Linked DNA regions of Sus scrofa: regions 1, 2 and 3 are each linked to region 4. A link is a contact called in public HiChIP or PLAC-seq and promoter capture Hi-C data. All regions are on one chromosome and are shown on one strand. The core of a region is the stretch at or near the end of the contact, and the rest is flanking DNA. Distances in the headings are between cores, read along the strand shown. Region 1 holds the start of PRPF18 (PRP18 pre-mRNA processing factor 18 homolog (S. cerevisiae)). Region 2 holds the start of BEND7 (BEN domain-containing protein 7). Region 3 holds the start of LOC100736825 (protein transport protein SEC31-like). Region 4 holds the start of SEPHS1 (selenide, water dikinase 1).

What was found. Promoter capture Hi-C pulls out the DNA fragments that hold promoters and counts their contacts. HiChIP or PLAC-seq counts read pairs in DNA pulled down with a chosen protein or histone mark.
Region 1: a contact with region 4 is called in a promoter capture Hi-C map of liver, with 4 times the contacts expected there. The contact joins the promoter of PRPF18 here to the promoter of SEPHS1 in region 4. A contact is called at or near these places in 1 of 5 promoter capture datasets (liver) and 1 of 2 datasets of contacts at active chromatin or transcription factors (alveolar macrophages).
Region 2: an H3K27ac HiChIP or PLAC-seq map of alveolar macrophages shows a contact between it and region 4. The contact joins the promoter of BEND7 here to the promoter of SEPHS1 in region 4. A contact is called at or near these places in 3 of 47 Hi-C or Micro-C datasets (embryonic fibroblasts, fibroblasts and skeletal muscle) and 2 of 2 datasets of contacts at active chromatin or transcription factors (alveolar macrophages and skeletal muscle).
Region 3: an H3K27ac HiChIP or PLAC-seq map of alveolar macrophages shows a contact between it and region 4. The contact joins the promoter of LOC100736825 here to the promoter of SEPHS1 in region 4. A contact is called at or near these places in 1 of 5 promoter capture datasets (liver), 2 of 47 Hi-C or Micro-C datasets (heart right ventricle and skeletal muscle) and 1 of 2 datasets of contacts at active chromatin or transcription factors (alveolar macrophages).

The regions. Positions count from the first base shown.
Region 1 is chr10:48,120,730-48,123,429 of Sscrofa11.1, forward strand. It overlaps PRPF18 (PRP18 pre-mRNA processing factor 18 homolog (S. cerevisiae)), which reads right to left and starts at 1,451. Exons shown (of 10, transcript NM_001244859.1): 1 at 1,301-1,451. The coding sequence starts at 1,366.
Region 2 is chr10:48,176,333-48,179,032 of Sscrofa11.1, forward strand. BEND7 (BEN domain-containing protein 7) reads left to right here and starts at 1,262. Exons shown (of 8, transcript XM_021064855.1): 1 at 1,262-1,572; 2 at 2,385-2,583. The coding sequence starts at 2,523.
Region 3 is chr10:48,583,050-48,585,749 of Sscrofa11.1, forward strand. It overlaps LOC100736825 (protein transport protein SEC31-like), which reads left to right and starts at 1,285. Exons shown (of 3, transcript XM_021064282.1): 1 at 1,285-1,522. The coding sequence starts at 1,285.
Region 4 is chr10:48,357,990-48,360,689 of Sscrofa11.1, forward strand. SEPHS1 (selenide, water dikinase 1) reads left to right here and starts at 1,390. Exons shown (of 9, transcript XM_021064859.1): 1 at 1,390-1,706.

The DNA of each region.
Region 1 (2,700 bases), core at 201-2,700, 240 kb before region 4:
TCGGAGCTGCAGCCCCCGTCCTACACCAGAGCCACAGCAACGCGGGATCCGAGCCGTGTCTGCAACCTACACCACAGCTCACGGCAACGCCGGATCATTAACCCACTGAGCAAGGGCAGGGACCGAACCCGTGACCTCATGGTTCCTAGTCGGATTCGTTAACCACTGAGCCACGACGGGAACTCCTGAATTACCCATTTTTAAAACCTCTCAGCTTTCACTTCTAACAGTAAATATTGATAAACCCACCAACAAAAGCCCTTTGGGACCCTCAATAATTCTGGATGAGTAGAAAGAGATCCTGACACCAAATGCTGTGATCCGTCCATGATGGAGGTTCAAGAAAGAAGTTCTACAATCAGGTAATTCTTTCTCCTCTTTACTAACTCGCGTCTTAACCTTCTCCTTTAGTGACGAGAGCTCGTCAATTAGCTTTTGTATATGCTGGGGGTGTGGGGGAACCTTTTTAAATTGGGTTTTACTGAGGTTAAAATCACACACAAACACCAGCCTTAAACACTCCAGACAAAATCAATTCAGTCAAAACTCAATTTAGCTTATCCCACAAGACTAATTTGACTTGAGCCATTTCTTGCTTAAGCCTCTGGAAATCATAAGCAAAACTTAAAACTGTTTCCCCAAAACGATATGAAGTAACCATTAGCCAATTCCCTATCATTTAACAAAATTCTAATATATGAGCACTGCGAAGAAAAAACAGTCACTGCCTCCCCATCATAGAAGCTGCTTTATAACAACCTACACCTGGGCCTCATTCCAGGTTTTGGGTGGCGAACTGATTTTTGGGATTGTTTGCTGGTGTGCGCACAGTCAACTTTTACTAATTACTACTTCGGTGATTCGCTTTACTTCGGTTATCTAAGAACTTCTGACACTAAAAGAAAGAAACCAAAGAATTCTAAGGAGTAATTCCGAATCGGCTCTTCCTTTACATTCCAGTTGGGCACAAATCCTTCGTAAAACGACAGAAGTGGAAATGGGACACGTCGCAAGAATACCTACATATGGGAATGGCTACAAGCAACAGTTGGGGGGAGAGGGGAGGGACTTCCAAAATCTCGGTTTTTCCTACAATTCCCACACTTCCATCCCAAAGGTTCTAGAGTGAGTACCGACGGCACAGTGGGTCTAGAGAGAGTCACTCCGAAGCAGTGGCGGGGCTCTGGCTAAGCCCCACCAGCAAGGACCCTTTCAGTACCGTAGCCCTCCCCCAACCCCTCCCCCACGCAAACTCTCAGCTCCTCCAGCGCCAACGCCCCATGACCCCAACTATCCTCACCACCAACAGGTTCCTGTCTTCCACCAACTGCCGCTTCCGGAGGATCTCGGACTTAAGAACGTCCATTTTTCTGCCCGGCTTTAAGCTCGAGTCGCCCCTCTGCGGCTCCTCGGACCAAACCTTTCCACCCAGCCAGCCGCCGCGCACCTACTACATGAAGTGAACCCAAACACCGAACGACAACAACTTACATGGCCACTTCCGGCGGAAGCTGAGTTGAGCGAGAGGAGGGGAAAGAGCGCTCCGGGTTACCTATTGTTGACGAAGCCATTGTGGATTAGCGCCCCTGGCGGCATCCTCCAACAGCACACTTGTAGTTTCCATTAGTAAAGATGCAATGAACGTGAACTGAAATGGAATACGAGTATTCTGAATCGATGCTGCATTTTTAAGTTAAATTATTATAACTATGTCAGTTATACTTCAATAAAAAAAGGAAGACATAACTATACTTGCATGTACCTACTAGCTCAGGTGCAAGAAACCTCTTAGTCGAACACTTCAATTACGTTAATTAAGGCCAGATCCTTAATTACAGAGGGAGTTCATAGCAGAGTTCCTGAAGTTACCTGCTTACCAAATTAATGTGCTAGAGTAAGAAAACCCTGAACAATATACCATCTCATAAGTATAGAGTAAAAGGTATTCATTGCTAGTCTGTGAATTTCCTGTAAACATAGGCTAGTCACTACATACATTGAGGTAAATTTGTCTCTCCTACCTGAGTTCTAGATTGCTTACATATTTTGGTGATAATTGAACATTTACCCCAACAAACTGAAATAATTTCTTTAGTTAATGTGTTCAGCAATCAAGATTTTCAGTGAGATGATTGGAGGTCTAATCAGAAATTCTTTTTTTTTTTTAAAGACCAATCCAAGAAGAACAATTAAAGTGGACCAAAATGTTATCAGAGATTTTAATTTTTAAAAGACCCTAACAACTGTTTACAATGCATTTTTTGTTTCTATGCCATTGAAGCTGTGTTTGTTTGTTTGTTTGTTTATTTATTTATTTATTTATTTATTCCTTTTTTGGCTGGAGCTGTGGCATATGGAAGTTCCTGATTCAAGCCCCATCTGCAACCTCTGCCACAGCCGAGGCAACACTGGGTCTTTAACCCACTGTGCCACAGCAGGAACTCTGAAGCTGTTTTTAAATTTCTGGTTAAGTCATAAATGAACAGTATATGGCATGTTGCTTTGTCCACACTAAAAGGGAAAGAAATACTATTCAGTCATTTGATAATGGGTGAGATGGTTTAACAAAATAAAAGAAAGAGAATTGTTTGTTTCAATTTACAGCTGACTTTTTTTTTTTAAATGCACAACCTGAGAGTTGTGAATTAAGTTTTATTTGGAGCAAAGTGAGGACCATAGCCCAGGAGGCAGCATTTCAGG
Region 2 (2,700 bases), core at 12-2,511, 180 kb before region 4:
ATTTTCTCTACATGTTAATAGGACAGGCCTGACCTATGACCTCAGTAGACCAAATTGCACACAGACCATTCATATTGAGCCAGGAAGAAGGGTCAAGGAAAATGACCATTATTTTAAAACATTATTACAATGAAAAATTTTCTTCATAACTGTATCAAAAATATTTTCTTCAGCAAATAGAATTCATATCCCCTCTTGAACTGAAAATGCTAAGTTGTTAAAATCCCCCTAGGGATCTGCTTCTTAGTATGGCACCTTCAATGATTTCATCATAGCTTAAGCATAATAAAATCTCATTTTATGCTCCAAGGCATGAACGATCCTCAATGTTTCTCAATCAGTATAGTGTTCAGCCTTGCGGCTTCTGGAATAATATTTTTAGAGGCATTACGAGAAAGAAATAAGGGTCCCAGCCCAGGGAACAAAATCATACTCTTTATTTCTTTAGACACCTTCAAAACATCTTTGGGTGTTTGGTTCTAAGGCGGGGAGGGGGTATTAAATGGTAGAGAACCAAATTCGGTAGGTGACTAACCCTTGTTATCCCTTTAACTCTTTCTGCCACCTTTTAGAACTCACACACACACACAAAAAAATCTACACAAAATTTTGTTTGTCCTACACATGTTTTCTGGGCAAAGGCCCTGAGCTCTGCATATAATCTCTGAGGAGAGAGTGACCCAATAGGTTCAGAACCTCTTATTTAAGGGTTTGAACAGTCCTCTGTCTCATCTCCAAGCCAGGGATATATAAACAGCCTCCCCACTTGCTGCATATATACCACCTAACATAAGACCTCAGAAGGTGTACCAGGCTCTGCTTCCAGTATTTGGTGGGTTACTTGTTCCTTAATTTGATTTCCTGGTGCAGGTGCATTTATGCAGGTGGCCTCCCGCTTCCCCCTTCCTCCTAGTTGTCCCTCTTAAATAAGAGTGGATCCTGAGAAGCTGTCTCCCCCATTTGAATGAGACTCACGGTGGAACCTGTTACCACATTTATCAACATACCCTTTCCCCTCACTCTTCTGTACTCTTTTGAGGCCACCTGAATTTGTCACAGGGCTAGATGGGTCGTCCATCTCTTTTCTCTCTTTGTATTTGGTCTAGAGATGATCAGTTTGACGGCAGTACTTTTAGGCTTGTCAGATCACCTTTCTGTACTACCATTCCCAGGTGGTATAAAATTCTCTTCCATCCGCACAATGAAGTTGGTGTGAGGAAGCAATAGTGCGCTCTTCGCTCCCTAGAAAAGAATATTATATAAAACGAATACAAGCTTTGCGTTCCTGCCAATTATTCTGGAGTTCTTACACGAAATGGCAGAGCCCTCGGCACCTGCCTTGGCCATTTCTTCCCTCAGAGTCAGCAGAGCGATCCTGCACCCACTGACGTCGCACGGCTCACCCCTTCCGCCCTCCCAAGCCCCACATTCCAAGTTCTCTCCTTGACTCTAACTCCCGATCTTCTTGCAACCCTCCTGTACTGGGGTGGTAAAGAACTGAAGCTTACTCTTTTCCATACTCGGCTTCATCCGTAAATTCTAAAACCTCTCCTCCTTGCAGAGCGCAGATGGGTAAGTTTTTGGTTTGGTTCCCCACCCCCACCCCCAAACTTGCCTGAAACCAGGGAGTTTGGCCCTCCGACACCCTGAATCTCAAGGCGAGGAGTGAGCTGGCCACGAGGGTCTCAGACACCCAGGGCTATTGAGAACGAGATCCGCCCCGGGGAGCGGCGGGCACGCTCCGGGCAGGGAGCCGAGCCCCCGACAGCAGCGCCCCGACTCGCCGACCCCCCGCGCCGGGCACGGCCCGCCGTCCCCGGGGGTTGGCAGGGCGGCCAGCCGGGCCGAGGGCGCTGCGCCGCGGCCTCCGGCTTCTCCTCGGGGCGCCGCGAGGCCAGGCCGGTGGGTGGCGGCGGCCGCGCTCTGCCAGCAGGTGGCCCCGGGGTCCCGGCGGCGCCGCCTCCTCGCAGCGCCCCTCCTCCCGCGGGGGCGGTCAGCGCCCCGACCCGGCTAGCACCCCGCCGCCGCCGCCGCCCTCGGCCCGCCCGCCCGCCGGCCGCGTCCCCGGGGCCGCGCTCGCCGCCGCCACCGCCGCCGCCGCGTCCGGAGCTGCGCCCAGGCCGGCCCGCGGCGAGCGCCCAGGGCGCCGGCAGCTCCGGCCCGCCCTCCCCGCCCCCAACTCGCTCCCCAACGGAAAGTTCGGCTCCGGCGGCGTCTCGCCCAGCAGCCGGGGATGAGCCGGGCTCGGGGGGCGCGCTGAGCGGCGGCCAGGAGGGGGCAACTTCTCCCGGGAGAGCGCCTCCCACCCAGCCCCGCCGGCCGCAGCCCCCGGGCGGGCTCGAGTGGTTTTTCCCTCGCCTGTGCCTCCCCCCTGCGGATCCAAGAGACGGACCTTGGTCCCCGCGCTCCCGCTGCCGGGTGACAAGAGCCAGCGCCGCCGCCGCCGCCTCGGCCGCCGCTCCCTCCCTCCGCCCGGCCGGCCGCCCCCGGCCGCAGCCCCTGCCCTGCCTGCCCGCGGCACCATGGAGTTCTCGGAGAGGAAGAGGAGCAGGAAATCGCAGAGCTTCAAACTGGTGAGCCGAGGTAAGCGGCGGGCCGGGCCGAGCCGGCCCGGGCGGGGGGCGTGCGGGCGGCGGAGGGAGGATCTGGCGCCGCGTAAACAGCCCCCGGCCCCTCGCCCCTCGCCGCGGCCGCGCGGTC
Region 3 (2,700 bases), core at 35-2,534, 220 kb after region 4:
CCCATGAGCCAGCCTACAACTCTAGGCCCTGACCTGGTTAATGCCGGATTGGCCAAGGTGAATAAGCGTTGGTGGTATGATTAGCGTAGCTCCCTCCCAAGGTGTCAGTGTGACGACCGTGACATTCTTCCTTGATTAAAATAAATTACTAATTAAATGAAGTGTAAGGAGTCGGTCTTCGCTGCGGGGGGGGGTCCCTATATAAGTCCAGAGCCACTGGGGGCTGTGCCCCACGGAAAGAGAGGGACGATGGTCTCAGGCATCCTTGGGTCAAAGCCTAGATCTCTGTTAAAGGCCTTACATCTAGATATAGTTAACCTTGCACGCATGGCTTTCCACCGGGTTTTGTCCTTAAAATAGACTTTTAATTAAAAACACAAAGCCTCCAAGCGGTTTCTCAGATGCTGTCTCTCGGGCCTAAGTCCTAACTTCACCCAAATAAAACTTAACTCTAAAAAAAATATATATATATATAAATAATCAAATAAAAACAGGAAGCCTGCAGGATGCTTCTCGGATTCTTGTTCCCGGGGAACAAGCCATCAGCTGACAACTGGATGCTCCAGGTGCTCAAGGCAGGTGAGATTGCTGGATTGACCTGGATTTTATCTGGAATGGACTAGACAGAATGAAAAGAAAGAAATCAAGGGAGTTCCCCCATGTGGCTCAGCAATAACTCCGACTAGTATGCATGAGGATGCGGGTTGGATCTCTGGCCTTGCTCAGTGGGTCAAGGATCTGGCATTGCCATGAGTTATGAAGTAGGTCCCAGATGCCGCTCGGATCCCGCGTTGCTGTGGCGTAATCAGGCAGTTACAGCTCTGCCCCTAGCCTGGGAACTTCCATATGCCGCGGGTGCGGCCTTGAAAAAAAAAAAAGAAAAAAGGAAGGGAGGGAGGGAAAGAAAGGAAGAAAACCAGACGAGGAAGGGAGAGCCGCCTTAGTCTGCATTCCAAGCACCGCGAGAACGTAAAGGGATAAGCAAGGAAGCAGACGCAGGACACACAAGGCATCTGATCGCGAGGTCAAGGTCTCTGCCAAGCCAGTGTGGCAAGCTCTTCTGGTAACAAGCTCCTCGTGCAAGACAAGAAAACAGAAATTAGGGTGGGATCCTAGGAGGTGGGAGAGACGGTCTGGGAGCAGTTTTCTGCAGAAGACCAGGAAGGACATCACAGGAGGGAAGAGCTTGGTTTACAAATGAAGGGGCTGACACAGCCCCCATCAGCTGGATACCAAGCATGTAATTGAGCAAACAAGCTTCTCGCTAGTTAGATAGAAAAACGGATGGGGGAAGGGAAAGAAAAGAAATTCAAACGGGAAAAGGCGGACGCGCCCTCTCCTGGTCTCCTGAAGGATTCGACTCCTCTCTTGAGACCTCCTGCTCCAGGCCAGCTCTTCGTGCGTGGCCCTCCACACCCCCCTGAAGTTAACCCCCTACGCAGGGCTGGGAGGGCTAAAAGTCAGTACCTGCCCCAGACCCAATTCCTGAACGTTCCTCCTGCGATTGTTAGGGGTGCCTGGGGTAAGTTGACGCTACAGGCTCGCCTCCGCTATTTTAAACCGCATTAAGGAGAGATAAAATGAGTACTACAGAAGCTCTAAGCAGGGAAGGAATGGGGTGAGGAGGGGAGGGCATACGCAGCCGCTGGCTGTGCGGTGAAAAGGTCTAGGGTGGGGTAGTTTCTGGTACAGAAAGTGTGTCGAGGTGGTTTTCTCCTGACCCCCTTGGTCCTGAAAGCTTGAGCCCTCTCACCACTTCTTAACTATGTGACCTTGGACGTTACCTATCTTGCGGTGCCTCATTCTCTTTATCTGTAAAGTGGAGCCTATTACAGTCCAAAATTCCAAGAGCCTGAAAATCTAAAGCCTTTCTTAGTTCATTTGGTGGCAAAACCTGACCCAAACCGATGTAAAGTAAGTTGTATACAGTGTTAATTTCCATCACTTGGGATTATTTGTTTCCCTGAAGGCACCTTAATTAGTTTGTACGAAATCTGTTTCAGACCCTTTTGGGGAAGTGTATAAATTACATGCACCTTAATATCTTCCTAAAATCCAAAAAATTCTGCGTTCTGAAACAGCTTGCTCGGAAGACTTTAAATAAAGGATTTGGATATACAGAGCTTACTTCTTAACGTCATTGTGAGGATTAAGGGATAACACACGGAAGCACTCAGAACAATGCCTGATATGTCAGGTTAGTAGCTATTCTTACAGCAAGTGTTAAAGCCAGCTCTGCTTAGCTTAAAGAGTTGGGGTGGGGAGGAGGGTGGTGCCCCGTCCTCTCTGATGCTTCCATGACTAGATAGAATCTCAGCGCAGCTAAGAACACTGAAATTATAACATGCTTCCCCGCTGTTCACTGATGTGGTTTTGCGGTAGGTGAATGCAAAGCAGTGTGGGAGGCTATTTAGTGAGATGCTCATTGGTTTCATGCTTTCGGTGCCCCCTCTTGACATACCCCCTTTATTTGGAGAAATGGCTGATCCCCTTGTGTTTCCTATCGCCAAGTATATTTTGCAGGATTCTTGAAAGGCCAACCTTTCTTGTCTTTTGAGAAGGCTCATTCTCAGTAAATACATCATCTACTGCAGGTGTCCTGGCGGGAGAGGGCTGAGAGCCCAGGTGGGGTGAGAGATTTTCATAGCAGTTAGGAGGAAGGGTGCTTTCCCCTCCCCCATCCACAAGTGGAAGAGGGAT
Region 4 (2,700 bases), core at 140-2,639:
TTCTTTCACAAGCTAAACTTGTAAAAAAAACAAATCCGACACACTCTGCTGACTACGGCACAAACATCAGACTCCTCTGCCCGAAACACGCATCGTCACCAAGGGCCCTTACACACCTCCGTTGAGCCACCTCCCACCAGCCCCCCCGGATCTTTCTTTCTAGTTGTGATTTTTTTTTGCCAAAAAATAAACAAACACACAATACCAAAACGCTACAGAACTGATTTTAAAAGGGAGGGGATAAGAGGAATTAAGATACCTGCAGCCTCCTTCCCCCACTCTGGAGGTCTGGGGTGTTGGCTGGGTTTGTGTATACATGCCTTTCCACAAGGCGATTCAGAGACAAATCTAGGTTTGTCAACCACAGGGTTGCCACTCTTACAAAAGCCCAAAGCATGACATTAAAGACTCCAGGCTATTCTGTTTTTTCCTAACTTACTATAGGGATACGCAGAAAGGACAGAGAAAGAGGAGCCTGCAGCAACCCGGTCACGACTGCATCCTCACCTAGATCAAAACCCTGGGGAACTGTTAAGCAGAAATTTCCAGAATGAAATGGGCATCTGCGTGTCCTGCCAACCTGACAACATAACCTAAAGCACTTCTGCCCCCACACAGATTTGGAAAATGATGAACACCCTCCAGAAAAGTTTGGTCGGCATTCCTCCCCACGCCTCGGTTTTAAGGGAAGCCCTAAAAGACGTCGTAGGAAAGCACCTTGCTTTATTTTATTCAGCATTGCACTAGAAAGTTGAAAATCTGAAAAAAGTAATTTCACAAGCTGAGGCGCTCCTGTGAGTGTGACTTCAAACACATCCACTATGAGGCTGCCATGTTTACTTGGACCTGCGGAGGGCAAACAATGTAACCGAGGAACCTGAAGCTGACTTCCTACCAAGCATATGAAACCTTCAAGAAACTTTGCAGGACGTGTGCGTGTTCACTAAGGCTCACGTTAATTCCCTCAGCCAGGGTGAACAATAGAAGGGAGACGATGGAAGTCGTTATTAACCAAGCGCGCCGTCTGAGTTTCCAAGTCCTTCATCGCAGCAGAGGGAGCCTTCCCTCTGCTCCTACTCTATTTGCAAGTTGTTTCCCAGATTACTGTCTGGCGTTGGAAAGCACTCGCGCGGGGAACAGGTACAGCGTCCGGCAGAACGCAGCGCGGTCGAGCCCGCCAGGTTTGGGGAAACATTCCCAGCCTTTCCAGCGGGTCAAGGAAAAGGAGGTGGCCCGGGCGCCAAAGGCTGCTGCCAATGCAACTCGCAACTTTTGAAATCAATCCTTTTTGCATCATGCAACGGATGCCACCGCTCCTCGGGTTTGCAACCCCCCACCCTTCCCCCGAGACCAATCATTGCCGCGCTCGGGCCTGCACATCGCCCCCGCCCCCTTCCCGGGCCGCACGCAGCCACCGAGCCGCTCAGGCCGCGGCTCACCGCCTCTTAAAGGGAGGGAGCCGGCCCTTAAAGGCCCCTCGCTCGCAGCGCACGGTGGAGCGCGGCGGCCCGGTTCCCGGCAGGGGCCCGCCGAGCCAGGCTGAGCCCCCGCGGCGCCCAGGCGCGGCCCAGGGTCCTCCCGCCCTCCGCCGCCTGGAGCGGCCTTTTTATTCAGGCGACGCTTAAGGGAGCCCGGCCGCGCCCGGTGCATTGTGGGAGCGGCGGAGTCCCGTTCGCGGGAGGAGGCGGAGGGCGCAAAGCGAACCGGTAAGCGCCTGGTTCAGGGAGGGGGGGCGAGACACCAAGCTTAAAGGGGAATATTCGTCCGCAGGCCCAGGGCGGCCGTGCGGATCCCCCCGCGGGCCGCCCGGGCGCCGCGGGAGCCGTGCACGGCCGGCGCTCTGCAGCGCTGCCTGGAGAGGGGCCGAGCCAGGGCTTGGTGGGGCCGCTTTAAAAAAGAAGCACCGCCCGCGCCGCCGCCGCCGCCGCGCGGGGCCGGGGAAGGAGGGAGGGAGGAGAGGGCGGGGGAGGAGTGGAGGGGGAGGGCGGCGGCGGCGACGCAGGGGTTAATTTTTTCGCCCGCCGACATTTTTGTGCTGCGGCGGCGGCGGCCCGCGCGCGCGGCGGGAGAGCCCAGCCCGGTCTCCCGGGCGCGGCGCGCGGCGCCTCCGGGCCCTCCCCACCCCCACCCCCACCCCCGCCCGCGGGGGCCGCCTGACCCCGGACGCCCCGACCTGGCCAGGCCGCGAGTCAGGGGACCCGCAGCGGCCGGTGGGCTGTGCGCGCCTCGCGCCCTCCCCGTGGCCTGGGCCGCACGGTTCCCGCCGCAGCCACCGGGACAGAGGGCGGGCGGGCATGGCCCCGCCGGCCGTCCCGCTCCGCCTCCGCCCGGCTGCGCCGCACAAAGAGCCCGGGCCCGGGTTGCCTTTAAAGGCGGCAGCCGGGGATTTAAGGTGTCCCCGCGTGCTGCACTCGGCGCTCCGGCAGCCGCCTCGACGCGTGCTTCCCCGAGGGCGCCTGGCCCCTTCGTCCACCTCGCCGCGTCCCCCCCATTGCTTATTTCCTGGGCTTAGGGACCTGGGGGGAGGTAGGTACCGGGCCGCGGCTGCCCCCTCTCCCGCCCCCACTTACCCCGGCTCTGCGACCCGCCTAGCGCCCTCGTTTGAAAAAACTTAAACGTGGCCGAGAAGGAAAGGGTTAACTGTCGTCTTTAAATATTCATGGCATTGTTTTAAAGGTGTAAACTGGCGACTTTGGGGTC